Regions from separate parts of the Mus musculus genome. Here all the other regions are linked to region 1. Evidence: chromatin contacts called from public HiCAR-type and promoter capture Hi-C data. All regions are on one chromosome and are shown on one strand. Each heading gives the region's core, a stretch centred on a gene start, on an enhancer-like site or on the middle of the called end of the contact. The rest is flanking DNA. Distances are from core to core; before and after follow the strand shown.

Evidence for each region. Promoter capture Hi-C pulls out the DNA fragments that hold promoters and counts their contacts. HiCAR-type assays count read pairs that join an accessible place to other places.
Region 2: a promoter capture Hi-C map of embryonic stem cells shows a contact between it and region 1, with 7 times the contacts expected there. The contact joins the enhancer-like site here to the promoter of Rgmb in region 1. A contact is called at or near these places in 1 of 39 promoter capture datasets (embryonic stem cells), 4 of 115 datasets of contacts at active chromatin or transcription factors (embryonic stem cells, pancreatic cancer cells and stem cell-derived neural progenitor cells) and 2 of 9 other capture datasets (liver and pancreatic islet).
Region 3: a contact with region 1 is called in a HiCAR-type map of astrocytes, with 7 times the contacts expected there. The contact joins the promoter of Riok2 here to the promoter of Rgmb in region 1. A contact is called at or near these places in 13 of 39 promoter capture datasets (the 3T3-L1 cell line, 3T3-L1-derived adipocytes, cranial neural crest and 7 more), 7 of 484 Hi-C or Micro-C datasets (CD4 T cells, CD8 T cells, the MNK3 cell line and 3 more), 10 of 115 datasets of contacts at active chromatin or transcription factors (astrocytes, cardiomyocytes, differentiating embryonic stem cells and 6 more) and 2 of 9 other capture datasets (adipose tissue and liver).

Annotation. Positions count from the first base shown.
Region 1 is chr17:15,828,820-15,833,441 of GRCm38.p6, reverse strand. Rgmb (repulsive guidance molecule family member B) reads left to right here and starts at 2,377. Exons shown (of 5, transcript NM_001372257.1): 1 at 2,377-2,821; 2 at 3,747-3,822. The coding sequence starts at 3,818. It also overlaps the pseudogene Gm3292.
Region 2 is chr17:16,994,759-16,999,394 of GRCm38.p6, reverse strand. No RefSeq gene overlaps it. Among named protein-coding and RNA genes, the nearest start is that of Gm51425, 8.0 kb to the left of the region's middle. Within about 2 kb of position 1,939, at least 11 of the 459 cell types and tissues checked have an H3K27ac peak or open chromatin away from gene starts, as enhancers often do. A contact at or near this core is called in embryonic stem cells, where this site is marked.
Region 3 is chr17:17,372,983-17,377,227 of GRCm38.p6, reverse strand. Riok2 (RIO kinase 2) reads right to left here and starts at 2,896. Exons shown (of 10, transcript NM_025934.2): 1 at 2,558-2,896. The coding sequence starts at 2,623. It overlaps Gm36768 (predicted gene, 36768), which reads left to right and starts at 3,012. Exons shown (of 4, transcript NR_168690.1): 1 at 3,012-3,214; 2 at 3,994-4,054.

The DNA of each region.
Region 1 (4,622 bases), core at 1,128-3,627:
GAACTGAAATAAACTTTCCAGCAAAGTATCCACTCAAACCACCCAACATCACATTTAAAACAAAGATCTACCACCCTGACATTGATGAAAAGGGGCAGATCTGTCTGCAGGTAATTACTGCTGAAAACTGGAACCTAGCCACCAAGACTGGCCAAGCAATTCAGCCCCTGGCAGCACTGGTGAACAGCCCCAGCCTCCGTACCCACTCTGGGCTGACCTAGCTGAAGAATTCTCTAAGTACCGTAGAAAATTCTGTAAGAATACTTTAGGGTTTACATTTTTAAAAAAAATGGGGGAAAATCGACCTGTGGACTAAAATCTACCATAACCTGGTGCAGTGTATTCAGATACCCCACAAAGCACAAATCTGGAAAACTGACATGTGCCACCAACCGGCATCTGTGTGTGACAGTTACCAACTTTCTACAGTTTTCTTAATCAAAAATGGTCTAGGTAACCTGTAAAGAAGGATTAGAAAATTCAGATGATCTAAGAAAAGAAAGAAAGAAAGACAGACAGACTAGCACGTCATGAAATTTCAGCCTTTTTGTGCATTAATTTCAAAAACTCTACAAGGAAATAAGGCACAGATGACCACAGAGGGGACTAAAGCCCAAGCTTTCAAAGTGGGACAAAAAAAAAAAAAAAAAACGAGACTGTGGAAAAGTTAAATGTATCATTTAAATAAATACAAGCTGAGGCGATTTGCATAACAATTGGCATCCATTTTTGCATCGGCCAGTATTATGGAAAAGGGGATTGTGATGATTTGTGTCTGTGTTTATGTGAAGTCTAGCTAGCTGTGCAGAGGAGTGAAGAACTGGGCTGCATCAGAAGTCGCCTTCTGAGCTGACTCTCTGGATTTCCTTTGAACTCGTTTTCAACATTATGCTATGCAGCAGCTTGTCTTTGTGTTGGTAGAAGGAGAAGGAAAAACACAGGAGACTAGGCTTTAGTTTCTAAATTAAAGCTCTGCTGGGCTGATTGCTCAAGTGGCTTTTCAAAGGCAAAACAAGTGGGGACATTAAAATTCCTGTTTCTGTAGGACCACTAACTGAGCCCAACACCACCACCGCCACCTTTTGTTGTTGTTGTTGTTGTTGTTGTTGTTGTTGTTGTTCTCAATACCAAATAGAGCAGGTTCCAGTGTATCTTACAGACACCTTAAACGGACTCAAGGTATTTTTGTTTGGTTTGGTTTGGTTTGGTTTGGTTTGGTTTTCTCCCCAATTTGATTGGTATTTAGAGAAGATAACGGAAAATGAAATGCAAAAATCCAGACAGGGAATATGACGAGGGGTCTTTTGTTATTGAATTTCTGAACCTGGGAGTTCTGAGTCCTCAACCTTCCACATTTTTCTTGATAGTGAACCCAAGGTTCAGAAGTTAAACCCTCGAAGTCCCGCCCTTTTTTATACTACCCTATGCTGCCCCTACCGTTAGATGGAGAAACTGCAGGTAAAGGTTAGTGGAGAGAAGGCGATCTGGGGAGGATAAGGATTAACTAACTACCTGAGCCCAGATGCTTAGAGTTTTGTCTTAACTAAAGAAAACAAAACAAAACCGCACTCTTGTTCTAGAATGAGTGAGCTGCCGCTAACTATCTATGAAGCTCAAGAATCACCCTGGAGGTCTTTAATGATAAAATATTAAACTAAAAATAAGCCAGAAATTACAGGTTTATTTTTCACTAAACAGACAATTGAAATACATGGTACAAAAATAAGTGGTAAGATTATTGTAAATTGAAAAATGGACAGAATAAATATTCAATTTAATTTTCCATCTATGAGAATTTCACAATAAAATCATAATTTACTTTGTATTATTAAAAAAAAAAAAAAAAGAATCACCCTGGAGAACATAGCTCGATCTCCCCTCCCCCATCTCCTTCCACGGGATGCAAAGGACGTCGTCCTGAAACATTTCCTGAGCCAGTTCTTTTACAATACACTTTCTCATTTGGGTCTAAGGGGTTTCTTTCTACCCTTTCTCTCGACGTGAAGCCAAGTCATATTGGCACCTCAGGTGGACAGGAACGATAACCCTCTTGTGCTCGCACACGTCCAGAGGACCATCCCTGTCACCTCCTTCACAGTTACACGCAGTAGGAAGACCCTAGAGGATAGTTGGAGGGACGTGCTTTTGAGGGCACTGATGGACAGCTATAAAAAGCGAGGAGAAAAATCGAGGGGAGGGGGGTCTGTTGCCGTCGTGGCGGCGCGGAGTGCGAACACCGCACGCGTCCGGCTGACAACAGGCAGAGCCCGCAGCAGGACCGTGATGAGCCGGGTGGGTAAAGGCAGCGCTGCGGGCCCGGAGGGCGGCGCAGAGGGCGGCGCTGGCGGCGTGAAAGGCGCCTTTGTGCAAGCCGGTGTGTAGGACCGCGGGAGAGGAGAGAGCAGGACCTGGAAACGGGGAGAGGCGTACCACGCTCCCTGCCGTCGGGTCTCCAGCAGGACAGTAGGGTAGAGCGGTGGACTGGGGACCGGCGCTGCAGAGGTTGTCTGCCTCTGTGGCCGTGGGGCAGGGGTGGGAAGAGAACAGTTTGGAGGAAGTTGGGGAGAGGGACCTGTCTCCCCGCCCTCTCCGCCTAGGTGACAGAGAGGCCCCGCTGGCTGGCAGGGTGCAAGCACTGCCCCGGAGCTCACTCGGGAACCGGCATCTGGAGAGCGGCCCCCGGGTGGAGCCGCCCGCCTGCCGCCCACCTGGGGCAGAGTGGCGGGCGCGGCGTGGCCTCCCTCCTGCGCCCCGGCCGCGTGGCTTGCGGCTTATTTTCCCAGCTGGCAAGCGTCGCGCTGCAGACAAGGGAATGCCTGTGGTGAGTTGTTTATTTTGTTGAAGTTTGCGGTGGGCCCGGAGGACGGTGGGGGGGGGGCGAATAGCAGGCAGCGGCCGGGACTGTTTTGTTTAGGTCTTGGTCCACCTGTGTGGTATAAATCTGCCAGGCTCCGGGCTGTGGGGTCCAGGGTGAGAAAGCCCTGGCGTTCCAAAAGCTCCTGGCCACGTTTAATTTGCAATGCCTGGAACCGACTAGAGTCTAAGGAAGGCTGCTCCCCAACCCCCAGCTTTCCGTAGACGCTTCCCCTAAGGGACAGTCGCCTCCTATGACCTGGGAACAGCTGGCCACTGAAGTTTCCCCATTCCCTTCCCCATTCCTCGGGGGTAATGGAGCTGAAGCTTTAATGTGAGAGGAGCCCAAGAAAACAGAGACAAACTTATCGTGGGGGCGGGGGTGGTGTGAAGTTCGTTCAGGGGTGTTGGGTCGGACTGCTTCTACAAACTGGGATCCTGTGTTGGCCAATTTCCCAAACTAGACTGGTGAAAGGCTGGCTGGCTCCTGAGGGAGCCCATAGGAACCCCTGGGGCTGATGTTAGTACAGCCTCGGCTTCGTTTGCCTGGAAGAAAAGCCTAAATACATTAGTGAGAGGGTAAAGCTTTTAAGGCCTTCTTGGGAGTGAGTGGCTGGCTAATGAGAGGTTAATTTTGTTTCGAAGGGAAGGCTGTGCTGGTTTCCTGAGATAAATGGACAGGAAGCACATTACCTCCAAGCACTGGCAAGCGGCTCCCAAATGCTTTTTGCACCTGCCGCTTCTAGCCCTGAGAGCCAGAAGCGAGCCCTACTGGAGTCTGTTAGGGATCAAGGGGCCGGGGATGCAACCCCTTGCACTCTCCGTGGTCTCTCTCTCTTTCTCCAGGGGCTCAGCGCTCACACGGAGCCCTGGGGCTCTTCTCTTACACCTAGGTCCTGCGTGTTCCGGAGCTCGGGGGCATCCTGATCCCGCTGAGCCCCTTCCAGGTGCAGAAGGGTTAACAATGATGTAAGTACAAGCCAGGCGCTACATGCTGCTGGACTCTGGGCTATTCCAGCCCCTTATTTTCAAACACTGTGGAGCAACGAGCAGCAGGGGAGCCCTTACTCCGGAATGGGTTACACAAATAGCTTATTGCAGACTTCTCTGTCCTGGGTGAGCTGTTAAGCAGAGACCCTCATGTTAGGTTTCTGGGTTTGGAGATACAGTACCTGGGGAACAGTTAAGACACTATGTAAGGATTTGGGAAATGAAACTGCATCATGTTTAGAATCTATTAACGTTTCTGGCATCCGTTTTAATTACCCAATTGCATGCCCATGGTGTAGTATGCTTTGCTGGGTCTCTTAGATGCACTGTTCTGTTCTCACCACTCCTCGAAAACAAAGGGGAAGAGAGAAAGAATGCAGATGGCAAGACACAAGGTGGATTTGGGGGTTGCTCAAGTTTCCAGTCATCTCACTTTTTTTCCTAATTAAAATGTAAAACTTTTATAATCCTCACATTTGTTCTAGCTTCCTCCCTGGGTTTTTCTTTGTCCCGTCCCAAATTCTGCTTTAACCTGATGCATGGGAGCTTTGACGAGTGGCCACCCTATAACCAGCCATTCAACATGCTCTTGGTTTCCAAGCTGATTTCAAATCTTGCTAACTAACATCCAGATTCACCCCAGACTGTATCAATGAACCCGATGTCATGAAAATAGGAACCACCTTGTACTTTATTTTTAAAAAAAATAGCATTTTCCTCTAGCAGCTGAACACTTCGCTGTAATAAAAAGTGAATTGTTAGGCATACATGTCTTAAGC
Region 2 (4,636 bases), core at 690-3,189, 1.2 Mb before region 1:
GTTCTGTAGATATCTGTCAGATCCTTTTGTTTCATAACTTCTGTTAGTTTCACTGTGTCCCTGTTTAGTTTCTGTTTCCACGATCATCCATTGATGAAAGTGGTGTGTTGAAGTCTCCCACTATTATTGTGTGAGGTGCAATGTGTGCTTTGAGCTTTACTAAAGTGTCTTTAATGAATGTGGCTGCCCTTGCATTTGGTGCGTAGATATTCAGAACTGAGAGTTCCTCTTGGAGGATTTTACCTTTGATGAGTATGAAGTGTCCCTCCTTGTCTTTTTTGATAACTTTGGGTTGGAAGTCGATTTTATCCGATATTAAAATGGCTACTCCAGCTTGTTTCTTCAGTCCATTTGCTTGGAAAATTGTTTTCCAGCCTTTCACTCTGAGGTAGTGTCTGCCTTTTTCCCTGAGATGGGTTTCCTGTAAGCAGCAGAATGTTGGGTCCTGTTTGTGTAGCCAGTCTGTTAGTCTATGTCTTTTTATTGGGGAATTGAGTCCATTGATATTAAGAGATATTAAGGAAAAGTAATTGTTGCTTCCTTTTATTTTTGTTGTTAGAGTTGGCATTCTGTTCTTGTGGCTGTCTTCTTTTTGGTTTGTTGAGGGATTACTTTCTTGATTGTTCTAGGGCTTGATTTCCTTCCTTGTATTGCTTCTTTTCTGTTATTATCCTTTGAAGGGCTGGATTCGTTGAAAGATAATGTGTGAATTTGGTTTTGTCGTGGAATACTTTGGTTTCTCCATCTATGGTAATTGAGAATTTGGCCGGGTATAGTAGCCTGGGCTGGCATTTGTGTTCTCTTAGTGTCTGTATAACATCTGTCCAGGCTCTTCTGGCTTTCATAGTCTCTGGTGAAAAGTCTGGTGTAATTCTGATAGGTCTGCCTTTATATGTTACTTGACCTTTCTCCCTTACTGCTTTTAATATTCTCTCTTTATTTAGTGCATTTGATGTTCTGATTATTATGTGTCGGGAGGAATTTCTTTTCTGGTCCAGTCTATTTAGAGTTCTGTAGGCTTCTTGTATGTTCATGGGCATGTCATTCTTTAGGTTTGGGAAGTTTTCTTCTATAATTTTGTTGAATATATTTGCTGGCCCTTTAAGTTGAAAATCTTCATTCTCATCAACTCCTATTATCCGTAGGTTCGGTATTCTCATTGTGTCCTGGATTTCCTGGATGTTTTGAGTTAGGATCTTTTTGCGTTTTGTATTATCTTTGATTGTTGTGCTGATGTTCTCTATGGAATCTTTTGCACCTGAGATTCTCTCTTCCATCTCTTGTATTCTGTTGCTGATGCTCGAGTCTATGGTTGCAGATTTCTTTCCTAGGGTTTCTATCTCCAGCGTTGCCTCACTTTGGGTTTTCTTTATTGTGCCTACTTCCCTTTTTAGGTCTAGTATGGTTTTGTTCATTTCCATCACCTGTTTAGATGTGTTTTCCTGTTTTTCTATAAGGACTTCTACCTGTTTGGTTGTGTTTTCCTGCTTTTCTTTAAGGACTTGTAACTCTTTAGCAGTGTTCTCCTGTATGTCTTTAAGTGAGTTATTAATGCTCTTGTTGATGTCCTCTACCATCATCATGAGATATGCTTTTAAATCTGGGTCTAGCTTTTAGGTTGTGTTGGGGTGCCCAGGACTAGGTGGCGTGGGAGTGCTGTGTTCTGATGATGGTGAGTGGTCTTGATTTCTGTTAGTAGGATTCTTACGTTTGCCTTTCGCCATCTGGTATTCTTTGGAGCTGTGCAGGATACACTCGGCGGGGTCCTGGAACCAAGATGTCTGTGCAGGGTACACTCAGCAGGGTCACGGAACTAAGATGTCTGCTGCCAATGCACAGGCAAAACGCTCCGGCGCCGGGCAGGTCCCTATCCTCTGCCCGGGAAAATGGTCACCTGCCTGTACAGGATACACTCGGCCGGATCCCGGAACCAAGATGTCTGCTGCTGATGCTCAGGCAAAGAGCTCCAGGGCCGGGCAGATCCCAATCCTCAGAATTCTTAAGATCGAGTGGCTGGTGTTTTGGGTATCTGGTGGTAGTTAGCCGACTGTGCGCCCTAGCTACCCCGGTACTGCTCGGATTGTAAGGGGCTTGTGCCCCTACTCAGACCGGGTTTTTGCTTCCCTGACTAATGCAGTCTCAAGTCCCGCGCGATTGGATTGGAGCAGATGCTGTGTTCCACTCACCAGAAGTCTTAAGATCGCTTGGCGGGTGTTGTGGGTAGCTGGGCCCTAGCTACCCCGGTGCTGCTCAGACCGGAAGGGGCCAATAGAGATTTTTTAAGTACTTCAGGAATACAAAATAATCCTCGAAGTCTATATTTCCTGATCAATTTAAAAGAAACCTTAGTAATAGTAACATTGCTTTATGTAAAATGTATTAATTGGGAATAATGTATCATGAGTATAAGCAAGGATACTGCAAAACCACTGAACTTGACTGCTCTGGAATTGGAAAAATATATGTGTTTTCATACTTTTCAGGCTGCCTCTTTGGGATAGAAAGATGGGCAAAACTTGAGGAAAGCCTTGCAGGGTTTGAAGAGGTAAATTTGCAGTGGCAATGAGTGTATAATTGGGGATAGTGTGGGTGACAGGGTGTTATTCATGTGTCTCAAAGAGCCCAGAATCTCTTCTGGGAAACATGGAATATGTTACCAGTATTTGGGTATGTGTTTATAGGTGACAAAGAACAGGATTGGCTTAGAGAGAGGTTCTGAGAGAAAAAGAAGTAGTGTCTGGATCAGAAAAATGGTGATTCCAAGCTGTTGACCTGTGTTCTGCTTGATACAGCTTTTCCAGTCTGCTTTCTGTTGTGTTTCCTCTCTGGAGATTTCTCTGTCTATATTCTGCTTGCTTGCCATTCTTAGAGATGTCTCTGTCAAAGTCCTGCATTCCTGCTTGCCCCCCCCTCTGTGTGTGTGTGTGTGTGTGTGTGTGTGTGTGTGTGGTGTGTGTGTGTGTGTGTTCATTCTCCAAGCAGTTCTATTTGTCCTAAAATTTTTCTGCATGGATCTTCTCAAGGAGAAGACAGGTGCAGTCTTTTATTTTACTATCAATCCAGTCATTTAGTCCAGTTTTTCCCTTTGATTAGTTCATGAATCAGCATCCCATGACCCCAATGCTTGGATTCTTAGAATTTAGGAGGCATATTCTTTTTCTTAAAATTCCAAAATAACTCAAAGATCTCTCTGTCTTTGTTAAGCACGGATGATAGGCTAGTTGAGCAGGACTCTGCTCTGAAACTACTATTTTCACCAGGTCTTAGGGAAACCTTGATCTGTCTTTGGCTGATCCTGAACTCAGGAATTTATTCGTCTTTGTCAGCTTAAACAGACAAACAAACAAGTAAACAAACAAGCAAAAACCTGGGTGAAATCTCCTTCAATTACCACTCCCTAAATCTCTTTACCTCCTTCCTTCGTAATTTTCTGACATGTTGGTTCACAGTGCAGCTGCTTTTGTTCCTTCAGATTCATGAAGATCCTCATATAATTCGAACTGAATCATTATTTTTGTGTGTTTGAAAAATTATACATTTTCAAACTCATGTATTTAGAACTCTTTCCCTTAAGTGCTTGTCTGAGGTTCTAGTGTTTACCATTTTGCTGAGAGGTAGCCACACCCTTAACTCCTGGATTTCAACTTTTAATTAATGTAGAGTCATTAATCTTAACAGGGAGGAGTTTCCTCAGAGGAATGTGAAATATTTACATTATTATGCAAGTAAGCATCTTGGCCACAGCTTTCCTGAACTCTCTAGGAAGCACACATCAGGGCCCTGTTCTAGGGGCAAGCAATATTTCACTCTGTCCCAGCAGAGCCAAGCCAGGCTTGGCACATAGGGAACTTGATGCTCCATTGCAGAAGGTAGATCGAGATGTTTGCCACCTCCCCACCTCCTTCAGTTACAGATTTCCATACATTCTCATGGCCATCTGGCTATCTGTCCTCTCCCTCCCCACACCTGATCCTGAACCCTCCCATTGTCCTCCTGTTGTCTCTTCTCCCACCCAGTTCCTTCCCTCTACCTACCAACCGGGACTAGTGGTGGTCTCTTTTATTTCCATATTCCCACTATTTCAGCTAAGGTTACCCATATTGAGTCCTGAGAGCCTAGCCCATGCCAGGTCTCTGTAACTTTCTAAGTGTTCCTTTTTCCCTCACCCATCAGATGCATGCTTCCTTTCATATTGCTAGCCATCTGGGCTTCTCTCCTGTCTCTCCCATACCTGACCATGTCCTTTTTCCAGCTTCTTTTATCCTGTCCTACAGAACTTCCTCCTTCTCCTTCCCATGTCAATTCTGTTCCTCCTTCTAAGTGGGATTGAAGCATCCCCACTTGGGACTTCTTTCTTTAACTTCTTGGATTCTGTGGCCGGTATTATGGGTATTTTGTAACTTTTGGATACTATCGTTTTCTGTGACTATATACTTTGTACTTGGTCTGGGGTACCTCACTCAGGCTAAAATTTTCTACTTTCACCCATTTGCTCCAAAATTGATGATGTCTGTTTTTTTGGAAGCTGAAAAGCCTTCTGGTGTGTAATTGTGTTCTTCAGATAAGGTACAATCTGTTTGCTTCTAGTTTCTAGCGATTACTAAGACTATGAACATAGTGGAGCACATGTCCTTGT
Region 3 (4,245 bases), core at 1,647-4,146, 1.5 Mb before region 1:
ACGAGAAGGTGTAGTATGAAAGGCATGGATTTTGGTAACTATTGGGGAGAATTTTTATCCCTGGAGAATCAGAAGCAGCAGCTCAGGGCAGAACAAGAATTCTAGCTGAGAGATCACTTTCAAAAGGGGGGGGGTGACATCGGAGAATGAGTACAATGAATGGACACAAAGTACTGTTGGAAGGAGAGTTTTAGAAATGGTATCTACCAAACACAAGGGACAACTGACATAGAAGCAGTCAACACGTTATGGCCCCTGCAATTAAGGCCAAAAAACACTTCAGCCTAAGAAACAAAAGGGTAACAGTCTTATACTGAGAAAACTGGGAAACTCTTAAAGATGCACTGTCAAAAGAGATAATGGAAAGAGAGACAGGTATAGTGGCACACGCCTTTAATTACAGCACTCTGGAGGTGGAGGCAGTTGGATCTCTGAGTTCAAAGCCGGACTAGTCTACAGAGAGAGTTCCAGGACAGTCAGAGCTACAGGAGAGGGACAGGGAGAGAGAGGGAGGTTATATTTAGGACATCAATCTAGTAGGAACATACAAAAACTGGAAGGACTGTACTAGAGAATTAATATAGTGCCTTAGCTATGATGAAAATAGGAAGCAGCAAGGGCCAGCTGGTGGTGGTAATGAAAGGAGGGCATTAAGATTCTTTTGCCCCTTCATATGTGGTATGTTTTCCATGTGTGTGCACTGTGTGGAGGCCTGGGTTCATGTCTTTCTAGACTGTTCTCCATTGAATTAAAGATCTTCAGGAAGTAGTAGGGGAGATCCAGACAACAATGTAAAAGGGTAAAAGAAATGAAGAGTCAAAATTCTGAACTGAAGAAAAAGGATTATTAAAAATATTAATGAGATGGGGATGTGAAAAACTGGGGAGAGTGTGTGGGGGGTGGTGGTGAACATTAAACATGCAACAAGTCAAGAAATGGTAACTGGCAAAGAAATGGCAAAGAAGTTCCTACAGGGAGCAGCCAGGGAAGACAGCACTGGTGGCATCCATTGAGTCCAGAATGTTAAGTCTGCTGCCTAGGTGAGTCTTTAGGATCTTAGAAATTCTGGAAGAAAAATCTTTACTCTGGTGTCCCACCATAACTGCGCCTTTGAAAGTTTTAGCTCGTTCTTATCTCCTTTCCTTGCTTCCCCAATCCTCCAATACACTTATCGACTACCCTATTTTTGTCAAGACACTGAGAAATGAATGAATGTGCTGAGAAGGAAAGCCATTACTTAAAGAAAAAGCCAGGTTAATTAAGGAAGCTATAGGAAAAAGGAAGCACATGCCAAAGTTCATGTGGACCTTGCATTTGATGAATTTGTAAACGTTACCTACTTAACTTGGCTACAAAGGCTTAAAATAATACATGAACCAGGCAACTCACATTTCATATCCTATTATGCAACACAGCCCTTACCAAAAGTCAGCAACTCCTAAACAAAGCCTGACTCATTCTAACCTTACATAACTGTCCTGATTTCTGTGCCACAACACTAAAACTACAGAATCAGATTTTGTCATCTTCCTAATTAAAACATTCACAGGTCAGGCAGTGGTGTCGCACGCCTTTAATCCCAGCACTTGGGAGGCAGAGGCAGGCAGATTTCTGAGTTTGAGGCCAGTCTGTCTACAGAGTGAGTTTCAGGATAGCCAGGGACACCCAGAGAAACCCTGTCTTGAAAAACCAAAATAAATAAATAAATAAATGAATTAAAAAATAAATAAAAATAAATCACGGGCTTACACACACATCGTTTACTAGGCCTGCAAGGGCTTATATGGTTTGGTTCTCATTTTCCATGTATGTCCCCAACCATTATATCGAACCTTTCTCTTCTATGAAGACTCTCCCTCCCATCTCTGAGTTTTTGCTCTAATTTGCCTCTAACTCTCTCCAAGGACACCTCTTCTACAACTCTCTCCAAGGACACTTTTTTCTCCGGCAGTTAAGATTCATTGGTTCGGGGGGTGGGGACAAACTTTGTAGTTCGATTAACAGTAAAGACAAGATTCTTGGATTCTGTCTCCATCACTGTAAAACTCAAAGACAGTATCCTTCCAACACGTGGCTACTTTCTATTTCTTTATCCTTTGTTACCTTCACGGTACTTACTATCTGACTACATTGTTAACATATTGATTTGCTGGTCGACTAAGAGGCATCTCCTTTCCTCCTTTGTTTTGCACTCTGCTGTTATATTTGATAGAGAAAGCTGACTTTTTTTTTTTAACATTAAGTGTCTGAGTCTATTAGAGGACTTAACTCCCACCCTCCCCTAGTTTGGAAGCCAAAGATCAATGAAATTTCCCGGGCCACAGAGACGTAAGCACATCTGCAGCAAAAGAAGCTGAAAGGAAGAACCATGTTTAGTAAAAGATAGTTCTTTTTTTCACAAAGCTTCATGAAAATCAGACCTTGGTGCCCTTTACCCAGATCCCAGCCTCGGCAAACAATCCACAAATCAGAGAGCCCTCACTCAGCTCCCAGCGACCTTAGAATAGCAGGAGGAGGACGTCACCGAATGGATAAGCAAGAAAGGTGTACTCCTTACCGCAGTCAGAACTCTGAAGTCATCGCGGCTCATGTACCTAAGCTTGGCTACATTCACCTTCCCCATGCTTGCCCAGTTCCACCACGGACGCTCTCTGGGAAGACGCAAAGTTGCTGGGTAATCTCGCAGGCTTTCGGCGGCGACCTGCCCGCGCACGCGCCCTGTATTTAAGGTGCTTATCGCTAGGTAAGAACACGTGCTCAAGAAGCAGTAGAAAAATGCTATTTTTTTCTCGTTTTTGTAGCTAAAAATCAGGCAGAAGTGATTTTTCAGCCCCTAAATAAATAATTTACGTTTGACTGATTTGGCAAGTTGCAAATGTTTTACATAGTATGCCACGTTACTTTTCAGAGCTGCTAGGACCTGATTGGAATTAAGGCCGGACTTCCGCATGCAACAGTGCTTACGTCACGAGAGGGGCGTGTTTTATTCGTTCCGAGCCACGCCCACTTTTAGTGCAGCAACTGTGCACTGTAAAGTCAGGGAGGGAAATGAGTAAGCGAGACCGGAGGCCAGCAAAACCACTGAAAGGGTGGCCACAGAGCCGCACGCGCTGTCTCTCGGCAGCCCCACCCCTGTCCGGCGGAGGAGGGCCGGGTTAGGAGCTGCCCCGCTGGCCTGGGACGCTGATCCCAGGACGGGTTAGGAGGAGCTTCTGTACGTACTATCCAGTGCTCGCTTCCAAAGAAAGCGCGCACCTCAATGTTTCTTGGGTCCAGGAGCATTTGGGAGGCTTAACAAGACAATGTACCCAAGACAAAGACTTTTATTACCGTACCTTCATCCCGACAGCAGCAGCATAGTAACAAGTGTGACTCATGTGATATTCAGTACCTGTGTTTCTCATTTCACGAATTATCTATATTTCAGTCCTTTAAGCTGCAGATCTTCTCTGGTCAGCTCTTAGGTTAAGCTTGGGCGCTATAAGTGTCCAGTGTTATGATCTGCTTTATACTTGAGAGATTGCCAACGACTGGTGTGTAACTTTTTTTTTTTTTTTTTTGAGGTATGTGCAAACTTTAAGGACTCAGATTAAGATACCTTCGTGTTCCTTCCATACTCCACTCCTTCCAGTTTCCAAGAAACAATGTATTCATTTCCTCCTTTTGGAGAGTGGTGCTGAGTATCTTCCTGGAGTAAGCTCTTTCATAAAGCATAGGGGCAGACAGCAGGCTGTAGTGTCCGTATCGGTCCAGCTAAAGTAGTTGGTAATCTAAAATCATCAAATCGAAACAAAAGATCAATCCTTTTTCATCTCTATGTTCCTGTCTTTGGGGTCTTGTATGCTTGAATACAGGATTCTAGGCATATCTAATTAGGACTTAACTAATTAAGACCGTTGTACACAATGGAATTTTTCTTTCTACATTAACATTAGAACATGTGAAAACAAAAAGTTTGAAGCTTTGATTATCTGTCTTTCTGTCTCCTTTCAGCATTGCTCCACAGAGCCACCACTAATTGAGTGGGTTTGGATCCAAGTTCTGGAATATTGGGGTAATCACAGTCCAGATTTCTCATCTTTTCAATATTGTGGGTTTTTTGTTTGTTTGTTTGTTTTTTTAGTAATCAAGTCATTTATGAGTAAAGGATTTAAATTCAATCTTCCTTTCTCACCATACTTAGTGTGACTTAAGCCAGTGGTTCCCAACCATCCTAGTACAGCGGTCCTTTAATACAGTTTATTT